5 separate regions of the Mus musculus genome follow, and regions 1, 2, 4 and 5 are each linked to region 3. Evidence: chromatin contacts called from public Micro-C and promoter capture Hi-C data. All regions are on one chromosome and are shown on one strand. The core of a region is the stretch at or near the end of the contact, and the rest is flanking DNA. Distances in the headings are between cores, read along the strand shown.

What was found. Promoter capture Hi-C pulls out the DNA fragments that hold promoters and counts their contacts. A called contact is a pair of places that touch in the nucleus more often than the background predicts.
Region 1: a Micro-C map of embryonic stem cells shows a contact between it and region 3, with 17 times the contacts expected there. The contact joins the promoter of Ankrd34c here to the promoter of Zic1 in region 3. A contact is called at or near these places in 2 of 39 promoter capture datasets (both in liver), 3 of 484 Hi-C or Micro-C datasets (all in embryonic stem cells) and 2 of 115 datasets of contacts at active chromatin or transcription factors (both in embryonic stem cells).
Region 2: a promoter capture Hi-C map of hippocampal neurons shows a contact between it and region 3, with 2.1 times the contacts expected there. The contact joins the enhancer-like site here to the promoter of Zic1 in region 3. A contact is called at or near these places in 8 of 39 promoter capture datasets (cranial neural crest, embryonic stem cells, hippocampal neurons and 4 more), 2 of 484 Hi-C or Micro-C datasets (cerebellar granule neurons and cerebellum) and 4 of 115 datasets of contacts at active chromatin or transcription factors (astrocytes, embryonic forebrain, embryonic stem cells and 1 more).
Region 4: a contact with region 3 is called in a promoter capture Hi-C map of embryonic stem cells, with 5 times the contacts expected there. The contact joins the promoter of Adamts7 here to the promoter of Zic1 in region 3. A contact is called at or near these places in 12 of 39 promoter capture datasets (cranial neural crest, embryonic stem cells, hippocampal neurons and 5 more), 6 of 484 Hi-C or Micro-C datasets (all in embryonic stem cells), 8 of 115 datasets of contacts at active chromatin or transcription factors (astrocytes, embryonic forebrain, embryonic hindbrain and 2 more) and 1 of 9 other capture datasets (embryonic stem cells).
Region 5: a Micro-C map of embryonic stem cells shows a contact between it and region 3, with 4 times the contacts expected there. The contact joins the promoter of Minar1 here to the promoter of Zic1 in region 3. A contact is called at or near these places in 3 of 39 promoter capture datasets (embryonic stem cells, liver and pre-B cells), 2 of 484 Hi-C or Micro-C datasets (both in embryonic stem cells), 1 of 115 datasets of contacts at active chromatin or transcription factors (embryonic stem cells) and 1 of 9 other capture datasets (adipose tissue).

What each region holds. Positions count from the first base shown.
Region 1 is chr9:89,737,073-89,739,772 of GRCm38.p6, reverse strand. It overlaps Ankrd34c (ankyrin repeat domain 34C), which reads left to right and starts at 1,298. Exons shown (of 2, transcript NM_207260.2): 1 at 1,298-1,690.
Region 2 is chr9:90,225,223-90,227,922 of GRCm38.p6, reverse strand. It overlaps Tbc1d2b (TBC1 domain family, member 2B), which reads left to right. Exons shown (of 13, transcript NM_194334.2): 5 at 349-593; 6 at 1,519-1,902. Among named protein-coding and RNA genes, the nearest start is that of Tbc1d2b, 44 kb to the left of the region's middle. Within about 2 kb of position 1,257, at least 26 of the 459 cell types and tissues checked have an H3K27ac peak or open chromatin away from gene starts, as enhancers often do. A contact at or near this core is called in hippocampal neurons, where this site is marked.
Region 3 is chr9:91,364,448-91,367,147 of GRCm38.p6, reverse strand. Zic1 (zinc finger protein of the cerebellum 1) reads left to right here and starts at 1,380. Exons shown (of 3, transcript NM_009573.4): 1 at 1,380-2,700. The coding sequence starts at 2,131. It also overlaps a transcript of Zic4 not described here.
Region 4 is chr9:90,161,539-90,164,238 of GRCm38.p6, reverse strand. Adamts7 (a disintegrin-like and metallopeptidase (reprolysin type) with thrombospondin type 1 motif, 7) reads right to left here and starts at 1,261. Exons shown (of 24, transcript NM_001326351.1): 1 at 925-1,261. The coding sequence starts at 994.
Region 5 is chr9:89,621,564-89,624,263 of GRCm38.p6, reverse strand. Minar1 (membrane integral NOTCH2 associated receptor 1) reads left to right here and starts at 1,278. Exons shown (of 4, transcript NM_153509.2): 1 at 1,278-1,647.

The sequences.
Region 1 (2,700 bases), core at 49-2,548, 1.6 Mb after region 3:
TGGAATAATTGGCTTCTAACCTCTGCATTACTCCTTTGCACAAATATAATAGTTACAAACCATGAAAACATTTAGGGAAAGAAACACTGTTGAGATTCTGGGGTAGAAAGTCTCACTTAGCAAGATGGGAAATGTAGAAGTGACTATACTAACTTTTACTGGGATTAAGGGGACTCCATAAACAGAACTCAAGTCATTAAAAAATTATGGGGACTGAATGGAAACTTCCATGTGTAGTACTATGGCACTGCTGACTAATAAAAGCACAGTAGGAAATAATATCGATCCATTTAAAAGATCAGTAACATTGATAGCTATCTAGTAAGTTTGGTTTTAAAATAAGTAAAAGAGAAGTGATAGACAATTTCAACAGAAAGTATTAGGAAAGCAAAGAGGATTTTTTTGGAACAGTGTCAGAGACATACATACATACATACATACATACATACATACATACATACATAAAAATAGCAAGACAATACTTTGAAACTTTGTGCTGGAACGTTGAACATATAAATGAGATAATTTTCAAGAAATATAGAAATCACTAAAATTATGTCAAGAAGTAGGACATTTTGGGGTAGGGTAAATCAATGCTATGTGTGCATGAAATTTAGAAGAAAATTCAACTTACCTCTAGGAAGCTGACTAGTGGGGAAAGGAGTCTACAGGGCTCAGTGGAAGGAGGCACCCACTTGCTAAAACCGTACTCTGCTTTGAATAATATGCAGTAGCTATGAATTAATTTAGTTAAAAGATAACTAAAAATTGTTTAGTGTTGACTCCATGGGAAGTCATAGAAGTAGGAAGGAGGTGGGTTAAAGGTTGGAGTTGATGCAATCCAGAAGTAGCCATGTGGAGCCACCACACACACACACACACACACACACACACACACACACACACACACACACAATCAGATTCTCTCATTGTGGACTGTCATCCTGAGATCTCAAGTTTATCAAGGAAATCTGAAATAGGCAGAGCCATAGGAAAAGCAAAGCAGACACGAGTTTGAATCCCTACCGGTGACAAGACTTTGGAAAGGTCCGTTCAAATCTCCAGACCCCAAGGAATAGACTCTTCACTTGCGCAAATACACCAGGGGCTCAAAGGCTCCTGCCAAGTTGTTAAGCAAGTCTGATTTCAAGGAGAACTAGGGACAAGGGGGAGGGGCAGCGGCTCCTTTCCCCACAGGGGCAGGTAGGCACCTCCCCCACCCTCACTGCCCCCTCCTTTCAGCTTCCTCGCTCACACCCACCCACACAGCCCTCTCTGTTCCCGGCTGGAGAGCCTTTCTCGGGCGCCAGCGGGCAGCAGTGGAGCCAGCCAGCAGAAGCCAAGCTGCAGGACTGGGCTGCGCAGGAGCTCTGCAGCTAGAAGCTGCAGTCTAGGGAGCATCCTCACATTTCTTTAATACTTCTTTCTCTTATTAAATACTTCTTTCTCCTTGGCCACCACAAGTTGGAAGATCAGGGTGATTCGAATAATTGGCACAGAGGTTTCATTTGTGGCCCTTGAAGAAGTTCTGAGCAAGTCATTCAACGGCATCCACGAAGACAGGGCTAGTTCAGCTTCTGGCTCTGCTTCAGACAGGCAGAGCCCTCCTGGAGCCAACCTGAAGCCGCAGGAGGAGGTGCTGTGGAAGTGATGGCTCTGTCCAAGTCCTGGACCAAGGTAGCATCTCTGGGTAAGCAGGTAAGCCCCCCCCCCACGGGTTAAGTGCACCTCAAAGGCTTTCTGCTGGTCACCTAGGTGAGTCTAGAGTCTCCCCAGAAGTAAGTCTGCGTTTTCTAGCCAGGGCAGGAGGCGGGGCTGGTAGGAGAGAGCCTGTTTTTATCACAGGAAATTGTGGGAGACTGGAATGAAAGGATTTAATGTAAAATATATATATTTGCATTAACGCGTGGGGATGACATGCGTAGGAGCCAGGGACTTTTGTAGGAAATGGTTGCAGATTGGGGCAGGCTGTTGGGCGTCTGGGTTTTTATAGGAACTAAAACTGGAGCAAAGCCTTACGTTTTTTGCATAAACCTGTGGGGAGTGGGCAAAGACAAGGTGTGATTCTGAAAATGTGCACAAAATTGTAAAGTGTATGTGTCTGAGAATTTCTGAGAAATGATGGGAGGAGCATTTACGGCTCTGACTTCAATTGACTCCGCCACCCCACCCCCACCCATAATCAGTCCTCAGGAAGGGACCCAAAGACACTGATAGCAATGGATTCCCATACACCAGGCGCAGCCACACCCCGGGTTTCAGCACTTCGGACAGAGCCCTTTCCCACCTCCACCCCTGCAGCTTTAAGCCAGAGGCGCTGTTTAGTTCCTCCGCAGTTACCTCTGCATGGTGGGCGGTGACTCCCTGGGTTTGGCAAAACGGGGCTCTTGAACCGAAAAGACGAATATTTGTGAAGTTCAGTTTTTAATCGGCTTCTAACTGCTTCCTGTGACTACAGAAGGAAGGGGCGGAGTGCAAAGGTATCTTTCCAAGGTTCCGCGAATGCTGCAGCTAAACGAAGTGGCCTCCTCTGTTTGGGAGGGTGTATCCAAACTTTCCAAAGTACTTATCTTTTATAAGTCGCTTACCGCATGCCAACACCCGGTGCCAAATGCTCTATATAGATTGTATAATTTTATATACCATAATAGTTCCATTTCTATGCTATTTTTATTCCCATTTTTCAGTCGAGAAATGAAG
Region 2 (2,700 bases), core at 8-2,507, 1.1 Mb after region 3:
CACTTTAAAAAGTGTATTTAGACTTTTAAAAAATCCATTTTGTTTTTGTTTTTAGCCAAAAACAAATGTAAAAGTAAGAAGCCAGGGCTTGCCTGGTGCGCCTCAGTTGTCTTCGTGATACTCATACTATAGTCTTCTGTAAAGAGTGGTCCAGCAAAGACTCTGCAGCTTTAGACCTCTCGGGGCTTCTGTACAGTGAAGCAGGACAAGGAGACATGTCCAGCTGCCCTGCTTTCTGCATGGGTTGATGAGTCCACAACCCTCAGGATGATGTGTAAGAATACCAGAAGGTTTGACATGCTCAAAAAAAAAAAAAAAAAAAAAAAAACTTCTTATTTTTAAATATAGGAGTCGCTAGTTCAGGATTCCCCTTTGAATTTGGACGGAACCCTTACAAAGGAAAGCGCCCCTTGAAAGATATAATTGGGTCATACAAAAACCGCCACAGCAGTAGTGATCCTTTGCTCGAGGGAACGGCGACATCATCAGGCAGCAGCGGAGGTCCCACTAAGCCAGTCCCCGAAATGCAGCTGCAGATTCAAAGCCAGCAGGAGGAGCTGGAGCAACTCAAGAAGGACCTATCCAGTCAGAAGGTAACTGTCGCTTGATTTCTGTGTGCCCTCGGTGGGCCAGAGACTCAGGAGCCCTTCCCTGAGGCTCATGCTCTTGGGCTGCCATCCTGTGCCCTGAGCTATGCCCGTGTTTATTCAATGACCCTAGACCATGACCCTAGACAGGTTACAAGGTGCTCCTCTCAGTACCCACGCCCGGTTTCTCAGACTCGAGTTCCCTCAACTTTGCACATCCCGTCAGACAATTTTTCCAAACTGGTAAGAATTCCTTCTACCTAATTGCTAGGCAGCACAGTAACCCATAAAGCTTGGCCCCTCCCCCTTTTAATTTTATTTTTAGCTATATGTATGAGTATGTAACTGTAGGCATCCACAGAAGCCAGAAACCAATGTCCGATTCAGTGAACCTCCCAGTGTGGGTTCTGGGAATCAAGCTCAAGTCCTCTGCAAGAGCAATGTGTGCTCTTAACTGCTGAGTCATCTTCCTACCCTGCCCCTCCCCATTCCCCCCCCACACATATACACTTCTATTTATTCATTTATTTTTGAGACAGCATCTCACTGTGTCATCTAGGCTGCCCTGGAGCAGTTGATCCCCCTGCTCCCGCACTGGAGTTATAGGCATGTGCCACCACGCAGTACTTCACAGATCCCTTAGCGCCGATAAGCATGTGCCAGGAACCATTGCTAATTACAGCACGCACATCCATTATTTCCCGTTTCCTATTATTGTTCTCTTCAGGCTGTATTTGTGGAGTACATTTTTTCCCCTCTCTATTTTTGAGATCTTTCAAGAGGAAGTTCAACATTAAAATGTTTCCAGTGGAGTTTATTTCTGCATTTCCTCAGATTCCAGTGACTGCTTATATAACACTCATGATTTCTGCTTTTCTCCCCCACACCCCAGCTTTCTTACCGTTCACCTCATTGTCTTCTTGGCTCCTAGGAGCTCATTCGGCTGCTCCAGCAGACAGTCCGGTCATCCCAATATGACAAGTATTTCACGAACCCCCAGATCAGCCAGGGGGTCCCCGGGGACACACTGGAGCTCCTGCACCAGAAGGACGAGCAGATCCTGGGCCTCAGCGGCCAGCTGGAGAGGTTCGGCCTGGAGAAGGAAAGCCTCCAGCAGGAAGTGAGGACGCTGAAGAGCAAGGTGGGCGAGCTCAACGAGCGGCTCGGCATGCTGATGGAGACCATCCAGGCCAAGGACGAGGTCATCATCAAGCTCAGCGCCTGTGAGGGCAGCGTGTCATCACCCACCCTGGGGCCCAGCTCTCCTTTGGCCATCCCAGCCAGCAAGGACCAGCTGGAGCTGGACAGGCTAAAAGTAAGGGCAGACTGTGGGCTGGCTTTCTGGATAGACATTGCAAACACATTGCAAACTCAGTTAGTTCCGTCCTTAGTTCCATACCCGCTGACCCCTAGAGGTCTGGTTGTAACGGGCTGGTCTAGTAAGGGCAGAGCTGGGGAGGAGGGGCAGAACTTTATGCTCAAATCCCAGGCATGTTCAGGAACTGCCTTGAGTACGTCCAACACCCTTGCTATTGCTGTCATCACCTGGGACACTTTCAGTTCTTCCTGTCCCTGGCACAGAAAAAGCTGAAACACGCCTCCCCTCTGAATTTCCCACCTTCAAGGAGGTTGTCAGTTTCCCCTCTGTGCACATAAAGACAAACACAGACTTAATTTGTATAGCCTCCCACAGGCCTGGGTAGGCAAGCATCCTCTGGGACACTGGGCATCAGGTAGAGCCCAACCGACTCCAGCAGACCCCAGTATGTCTACCACCCCCAGTAGTTCCATGCAGCCACTGGTTCTAGGTGTTTGCATTCCAAGTGGAGTTTACCCTTGAAGAGTCCAGGTGTGTTCGCGTTGAGATCATGATAGAGCGTGTGCTTCATGGCTTCTAGCACCTTTCATTTGCCAGCAGTGAGCTGAGTGAGTGCTCACAGGCTGGGGACTGCAGAGTTGTGAACACTGAGACAGTGGCTGCAGGGCTGGGATGTGTGGGTGGGCCATTTTAGTGACAACACAAAGCCAGCATGGTGTCTTTATTTTTGTATGTCTGTAGCGTGTGCATGCGTATACTCATGCATGTGGAAGCTGGGTATTGGTACTCTTCTTC
Region 3 (2,700 bases), core at 131-2,630:
AAAAGTATTCCGGGATCTCTAGGGAGCTTTGGGAGATCCAGAGGAACAATGGCGCGTTGGGAAATTTACAGTTTTACCTGAATGAAAGGGACTGGGATGGGAATGGGAGGGCAGAGTGAGCGAGTTGGGGGTGGGAGCAAGCCACACAACGGACCAGACCGGAGGGGAAAAAAAAGGAAAAAAAAATGAGGGGAGAGGGAGATCGGCAACAAGGTTTCCAAACTGCCATTAAAAACAGAAAACAAAACCCAATCCGACAAACCTCAGGAACCAGGAAAAGTTTAAGAGATCCATCCACCTGTGTTTGGGGGTGAGTGGGCATGCAGGAAGGAAGTCTGCAAAACTGAGGCTGTGAAAGACACCAAGAAATCACGTTTCTAGGAAAGAGCTTGCCCTCGCGCTCCCGAATCTTAAATTATAAACAGGAGAGAGGCCCGTCAAAAAGGAAGCAAACTTCAAAAGAAGCAAATAACAAAAGCTTCCTTTGCTGCCCGGGGGGGGGGGGGGGGGGGGGAGGGTGGAGAAGGGGAGGGAGGGAGAAAAGAAAGTTGCTGAGTCCGGACATTCTGGAAGTGCCTTTGGGGTGTTTCTCGGCTGGTCCCCCCCCAACTGCTGCTCTCGGAGACGCCGGGGGTCTCCAGTCTTTAAACGCTCTGCAGAGGTTTGAAGGAGAGTGGCTCAGGGATGGGGAGGCAAGGGGGGAGGGGAGTGGGGAGGGAAAGAAACAGAGGGAGGGGAGAAAGGGGGACATTAGAAGGAGGGAGAGGAAAGTGTGTGGCGGGGAGGGGGGAGAACATAGAACAAGAAGCAAAACCTAGAGAAGGAGGGGTAGGAGGCAGCGAGGAAGGGGAGGGAGGGAATGAGGGAGGGAGGGAGGAAGGTAAGGAGAGGGGGAGAGACAGGGAGAGGAGGGAGAGAGAGAGAGAGAGAGAGAGAGAGAGAGAGAGAGAGAGAGAGAGAGAGAGAGAGAGAGAGAGAGGAGAGGAGAAGAGAAGAGAAGAGAAGAGAAGAGAAGATGAGAGGGAAAAGAAATCGTGGCATTTTTTTCCTTCCGTGAGAAGAGGGGGAAAAAATTTGCTAGGGGGGAAAAAAAAGTTGCTACTCCTGGCAGCCCTGTTAGTCAAAAGGGGATGTCAAGCGCTTTACAATACCTGGGATTGATGAGGCGGGCGGGCCAATGAGCAGCGCGCGGCGCCACCGCGCGCCCTTCGTTGGCGCGGCGGCCCCGGGCGGGGTGTGTGGGGGGATTGCCGCCTCACCAATCCTCGCCCGCGTCGGTCGCACGTGACCCCTCCCCCTGCTCCCATTCATCAGGGGGGGGGGGGGACGACGACGGTGTCGTCCTTTCAATTCATTTATCTGCAGGAATGATTGCTGCTATCAGTCTCGCGCTCACCGCCCGGCTGAGGAGGTGAAAGTTTCTCCCCAGGAAGATAAACCGCAAAAGACAATATTGTGCATGATTTGCGCCTTTTCTTTTCTTTTTTCTCCCCCTCCTTTTTTTTTTTTTTTCAAAAAGCAGAGAGGGGGAAAAAGGGAGAGTTGAAGGATCGAGGAGGAGAGCCTGAGAGAGAGAGAGAGAGAGAGAGAGAGAGAGAGAGAAGAGAGAGAGAGAGAGAGAGAGAGAGAGAGAGAGAGAGAGTGAGAGAGAGAGAGACTGAGACTAGTGGAGAAGTGAGGAGGGGCGCGCTGCGCGAGGAGACAGGGCGAGCAGTGGCGGCTCTGGCGTTCACATTCCTCTATGCCACAAATCCGGGAAGAAGTTTTATTGGGGGGCTGAGATGTTCTATGCCTTTCCCCGGGCAGCCTTGATTCGAGGCCCTCTCGGCAGAGACTGAGCGGCGAGAAAGTGAGAGCCCGGCCCGCGCGGTTCGAGCGGCTGGCGCTGGAGCCCGCCTTCTACCGGCCGGCAGTCATCTCTCTTGCCTGCCTTTGGCCGGGCGGGTGCCGGCTAGCGCCTGGCCGTTGCCTGCTGGCTGAGACTTCGTTAGGTGGGTCGACTCCCCCTCCCTCCTCCTCTTCTTCCTCCTCTTCCTCCGCCTCCCGTTCCTCCTCCTCCTGATCTTCCCTCCTTGGCGGGCGAGGGTGGGGGGGGGCGGGGGAGGCCGGGGCTTGCCCCGTGCAGCCACGATGCTCCTGGACGCCGGACCCCAGTATCCCGCGATTGGTGTGACCACCTTTGGTGCATCCCGGCACCACTCGGCGGGCGACGTGGCCGAGAGAGACGTGGGCCTGGGTATCAACCCGTTCGCCGACGGCATGGGCGCCTTCAAGCTCAACCCCAGTTCGCACGAACTGGCCTCGGCTGGCCAGACAGCCTTCACGTCGCAGGCTCCGGGCTACGCCGCTGCTGCGGCCCTGGGCCACCATCACCACCCCGGCCACGTCGGCTCCTACTCCAGCGCTGCTTTCAATTCTACCCGGGACTTTCTGTTCCGCAACCGGGGCTTCGGCGACGCGGCGGCGGCAGCTAGCGCCCAGCACAGTCTCTTCGCTGCTTCGGCCGGCGGCTTTGGGGGCCCACACGGCCATACGGACGCCGCGGGCCACCTCCTTTTTTCTGGGCTTCACGAGCAGGCGGCTGGCCACGCTTCGCCCAACGTGGTTAACGGGCAGATGCGGCTAGGTTTCTCCGGGGACATGTACCCACGGCCGGAACAGTACGGCCAGGTGACCAGCCCGCGATCCGAGCACTATGCT
Region 4 (2,700 bases), core at 12-2,511, 1.2 Mb after region 3:
TGGCATCCAGGCCCACAGCTACAGTATCTTGACCAGGATGGCAAATGGCCTAATCAGGCTCAGGGCAGATCTTCCTTGAGGTCACCCCTGCCCCATGCATATTGGTCCAACTCACTCAAGAGTTCATTCATCCCTCCAGTCCCGTCACCCCTGTCATACCCTTGAATCCCTCACCTGCAGATACATAACCAGCCCCCATTTGGCCTGGAGCGTGCTAAACACGGGCTCTGGGGTCTTCCACATCCCTGACTCTCACAGTCCCAGGCCCGCTGCTCCGGACTCTCCAGAAGCGCGCTACAACGCAGGTCGCGGCCAAACAAGAGCCTGGATGCTGGCCAGAGGCTCGTCGGAGGCCGGCCGGCCAGGCGGGGCTGGGAGAGTTAACCCAGGGCGGAGGAAGAAGCTCAGGCTCCCCCATTCCCCTCCCTTGAACACTTGGGGGAGGGGGAAACAGGAAATGCAAAGGCGATGGGGACTCGGACCCCCACGTCCGCCTAGCTGGGAGGAGAGGCGGCGGACCCCGGTAGACCTGCGACCTGGCGCGGTCCCCAGCAGCGTCCTGGCTAGTTTGCTTTCCAGGAGAGTCACCCCGAAGGAGTGTGTAAGAAGCCGTCTCGCGCGAATCGTCCAGCCCACTCGGAGGAGCGCTCTCCTGGGAAAGATGCACTCAGCGCAGCACGCGCGGCAGGGAAGCCGAAGCCCGAAGAGAGTGCAAGCTCACTCCAGTGGCAAGTCCCGGATGCCAGCTGAGTGGACAACTGAAGGATGGCTCCCGGTAGGTGCAGCTTCTCTCAGCTGCCAACACGACCCCAGCTGATCCCTAGTCTCAGAGTAAGCCGGTCCTGCGCGGGGTGCACAGAGAAGCGGCTGGGATTGCAGAAAGGGTGGCAGGGTCAGACGGGTCCCAGAGGCTCAGCCACCCACCTGATGCAGGTCCGAGGACGCGGGACGCCAGAGCGCACAGGATCAGGAGGAGACTCGGACCACGGTGCATGGCCCGGACGGGGTGGCCGCAGGACGACCCCTGTGCACTCCTTCGTCTACGCCGTTGCGTCCCAGCCGGGCCTGGGTCCGACTCAGGACATGCCTGGCTTTAAACTCTTCCCAAGGTCCGGGTCCTGACTCTAGCCGCCGGGCAGCTGCACTCGCTCCTCCGGCAACAAAGACTGCAAGGCCCGCCCCCTCAGCCAGCTGCCGAGGCAAAGAAAGAGAGCGAGAAGCCCAGGAAAAAAAAAAGAAAGAAAGAAAGAAAGAAAGAAAAGGAAGGAGGGAGGGCGGGAGGGGGAGCAGGGCGCCCACCCCCGCCCCGCCCGGCGGGCTCCTGCCCCCGCCCCCACCGGTCTCGCCCCGCCCCCGCCAGGCCTCAGCGCCCTGCGGGCGGGCCACCTCTTGCAGAGCACGGTCCCCACCCTACCAACTCAGGCTCCGGACCGCCCGCAGGGCTACAGACGTCCCCCTGGCGGTGGTGCGCGCCCAGGCCGTCTGTATCCTCCGAGATCTACCCCCCCCCCCGTCCCCTCCCAAAAAAAATCTGGAGTTCTGCAGTTTCTTGTCACTATCTATGCTTCAAGAGACATTCTTGGGTATGCGTCCCAGGCAAAGAATGCCTGCCCTTCAGAGAAAGAAACCTGGAAACCCCCAAGGAACGGAGATGGCACAGCAAGGAGGCACGATCCGGGGGATTCTAGATTTGTGTCCAAAGTCAACCTAGGAGAAAGACTTGGGCCCTTCTAGACTGGGCAGCAGTTCGCTGATTCCTTGCCTCCAGATGCTTTCAGATGTCTGTTTTCCCTGGACTCGGCACAGCGTTCTGCCAACAGCCTAGAGACTCTGGTGGGCCAAGACAGTGGCTACAGACTTTCAGAAGGGACCCTGGTAGCCTGAAAGCCAGCCAACCTTGCTTCATATTCCTAAAAATCTTCTGTCCTTGGTGGCCCTAATCCACATCCCCTTTAGCCTATACTTCCAGGAGCAGACTCAGGAGAACATGCACGCGGGCGCGCGCGGGCGCGCACACACACACACACACACACACACACACACACACACACACACACACACACACACCTTCACTGAGCCTGGTTCTACCCTGACAGTGATGTACTTGTACAATCCTTCTTCTCCCCCTTGGCCACTCTTTGTGCCCACCAAGGTACACAGGGACCCATACGGCTCATTGGCAGTTTCATGGTGTTTCTCCTACCAGAGAGCTCACTTGTATCTCTCTGCTGTCCGGCTCTCTTAGCTCTAGGGAGATGTGTGTAATGCATCGACATCTGCTCTCCTCACAGTCATCCTCAATGTCTCCATCTTAGTTCTTTTAGGTCTTGGTACCACCTGAGGCTGTGACATCCCCTGCAGCGGAGATTGTTGTTGGTTTATTTCGTTTTGTGTCCTCTAGTCCCTTGTCATCTTTCTTCTCTTTACCCTTTGACCTCTTCGGGCTCCATCTTCCCTCTCCCCCCCCACCCCCCCACCTCTGACAGTGGCAGGAACAACAAAGGCTATCCCATCTTCCTGAACATCTCCCACCCAGTGCAAAGGTACGGAAAGCTGGCACCTACTTTCTCTTTCTGAATATGCAGAGCAAACACTTTGCACTGTTGGAAAATGATCTCACCAGGACTCTGCAACCCTCTCCCTCCGTCTTCCCAAAAGGATTCAGTTCCAATATTTTCTTCTGTCCATGGTTTCCATGAG
Region 5 (2,700 bases), core at 29-2,528, 1.7 Mb after region 3:
CAGCTGGCAGCTTATTACCCCATGAGGCTTTATTTAAAGTATCCATGTATTAACAGGTTCACTTTTAGAACGCTTCCAGTCATAGCAAAAAAACCTCAGGCAGGAAAGCTGTCATGGAGACCAGTGTCCCTCCTCCAGCCCCCACCACCTCCCAAGGACAGAAGACAGACCACAGGTCACAAAGTTAGCCAGGAACCTGCATTTGGTTGCACTCTTGGAAAAGTAACCTAAGAGGGTGCCACCCCTTAGTTATTTGTTCCCCAATAGTAGGCTTCCCCCCCTTCCCTTCCCTCCCCTTCCCTCCCCTTCCCTCCCCTTCCTTTCCCTCCCCTCCCCTCCATCCCGCTTCCCTTTCCTCCCCTCTCCTTCCCTCCCTTTCCTTCCCCCTTCCCTCCGGTTCTCTCTCTCTCTCTCTCTCTCTCTCTCTCTCTCTCTCTCTCTCTCTCTCTCTCTTTTCTCTACTCTTCTCTTGATTCCACGAGTTTGAAACTATAATTCCGTTTCTTTAAAGCGCTGTTTGTGTGACTTTCCCAGCTGAGGAAGACAATCTGTATAAATGGTGGCACCACAGGCAGGCTGCTGCATTTCAGTCCCACTGCAGTACCCTAGATGGCTTGGGAAAAGCCTCCAGTCCTCATCGATGTATCCAATTGGACTTTTGGAAATCTATTCCGTTAAGAGTGTGAGTGCGTGTTTGGGGAGGGCTGGTCACGTGAACGCTAGTCTCTCCAATCTGGGTACCAATGAAGCCAACACCGGCCAGGAGGGAAACATCAATGAGCCAAGTGACCAGTTTGCCCTGGCCTGGTGAAGCACTGCAGAGTCTGAGGCCCCAGAAGGGTGAGCAGAGTGCACCTGGAGAAAAGGAGAGCAGCGGACGATGTTAGCTTCTGCTTCTCCACTGGGGGCCGCAGTCACCTTCAGCATCCGGAAATAGGGAGAAGCAAACCCCGGGGTGGATCTGGCCCGAGGCTCCCTCCAGTTCCAACCTCTGCTTGCTTTTGCCCGGTCTCAGCAGGCGCGACTCTTAAGGAAGCAGAGGCTTTCTCAGGACTCTGGGGTTGCGGGCGCCCACTCTCTAGGTGGCTGCAGCCTCTGGCAGGGCACGCCCTCGGCGCTATTGCCGCGCCCCTCTGGAGTCTGCCCCTCCCGCCCTAGGGAGCACGAGCCCACTGCTGGAGAGTCCTGCCTTCCTCTGCTCCCCAGGCGGGAGATGATGGAGAGGCTAAACTGGGTCTCTGGCCATCGAGTTCCTGGCCCGAGCTGCCCACGGTATCCAAGACCGTGATGTGGTGACACTGGCTGAGCCTCAGAAACCGAGATTGGGGCTGATCCGGACTCTGAGGCCGCATCCTCCAGCCGCTGAGAGCCCCAGCATCATGCAAGTGGGCAGTGGCTGCCGACTGCCCAGGAAAGCCCGGGTGCGACCCTAGTCTGCAGATCCAGACCTCGTGCTGTGGGGGCTGAAGTTAACCTACGCCAGGGGTGTTGCCCCAAGTGCAAAGCCTGGGCTGCCCTGGAGCCTAGGATTCTTTTGCCTAGGGAACCTTCGGGAAGCTCTGCGTTGGAGGCCCTGTGGACCACCACCTCAGAGCCACGCAAGAGCTGCGGAGGACCGGGGACGGAGAGCTGGAGCAGCCCCCAGAGGTAACTTCAGAAAGCGGGAGACCCATGGGCACCCGAGCGCACATGTGCAAGTATGTGCGTGCAAGGTGTGATCGCTACGTGCCGGTTGCTATTACACAGGGACTCTGTGTAAAGTCCCAGGCTACTGGCACTCCTCCCTGGCTCCGATAGGTTCCCGACTGCAGGCCGCCTGGGCACGGAGACCCTTTTCGCTGAGCTCGGTACGGTAGTGGGAAAAGGGGTGTGCGTGTGCACGCGCATGTGGTATGTGTGTTTGCGTGTGGTGTGCGTGTGTGTGTGTGTGTGTGTGTGTGTGTGTGTGTGTGTGTGCGCGCGCGCGGTAGGTAGTAGGCTTGGCCATATCTGGTGGAGGGAAAAGAGATGAAAGTAGAGATACAATGGCCAAAGACCACAAAATTCTGGGCAAGTTTTCCTGGTTAAGAATTCATTTCAAACAACGGTGTTTTGGGGGTCAAGTAGGTGAACTGTTTGTGTGACACCTCCCCACCCCCGACCTATCGGAGTAAGGTGGAGAACTGAACCAACCCTAGAAAAACGGACCAGTGTATCCCAACGTTAAATTGCGATTTCCAGTCACATTGTTGTGGAAAGGAGGTGTCTTTCCTCCTGGAGACGTTCAACTTCACCTGCCAGAAAAACACCAAAGCAAGGCCTGGCTGGCAGCGGGGCTTGAGTTCATTCACACACTAGCTCACCTCTCAGCAGCCTTTCCCACCTGCTCTACCGCCATCCCTGCCAAGTCCTGTACTCTGCGAGGCCACAAAACCAGCAAGTAGTCATTGGTCCTCTCTGCAAGAGTGCAGGGAGCTTCTGGGAAGCAATTGAGTAGCTTGCTCTAACAGCATGCATGCCGACGTTGTTTGTGAAATAGTAGTCAAAGGTTGTAAACACCGGGGTGGGGGTGGGGTGGTGAGGTGAGTTGAGATCAGCTAGTCTTTTCAGTGGGAAATTAAGTAAGGTTTGCCAAGACAGAGAGGAGGAGAGACAAGGAGTCTGTGTGCTAACACAGGTCGGTTTTATAGAACTTACATTTTGTTTGAAGGATGGGGTGAT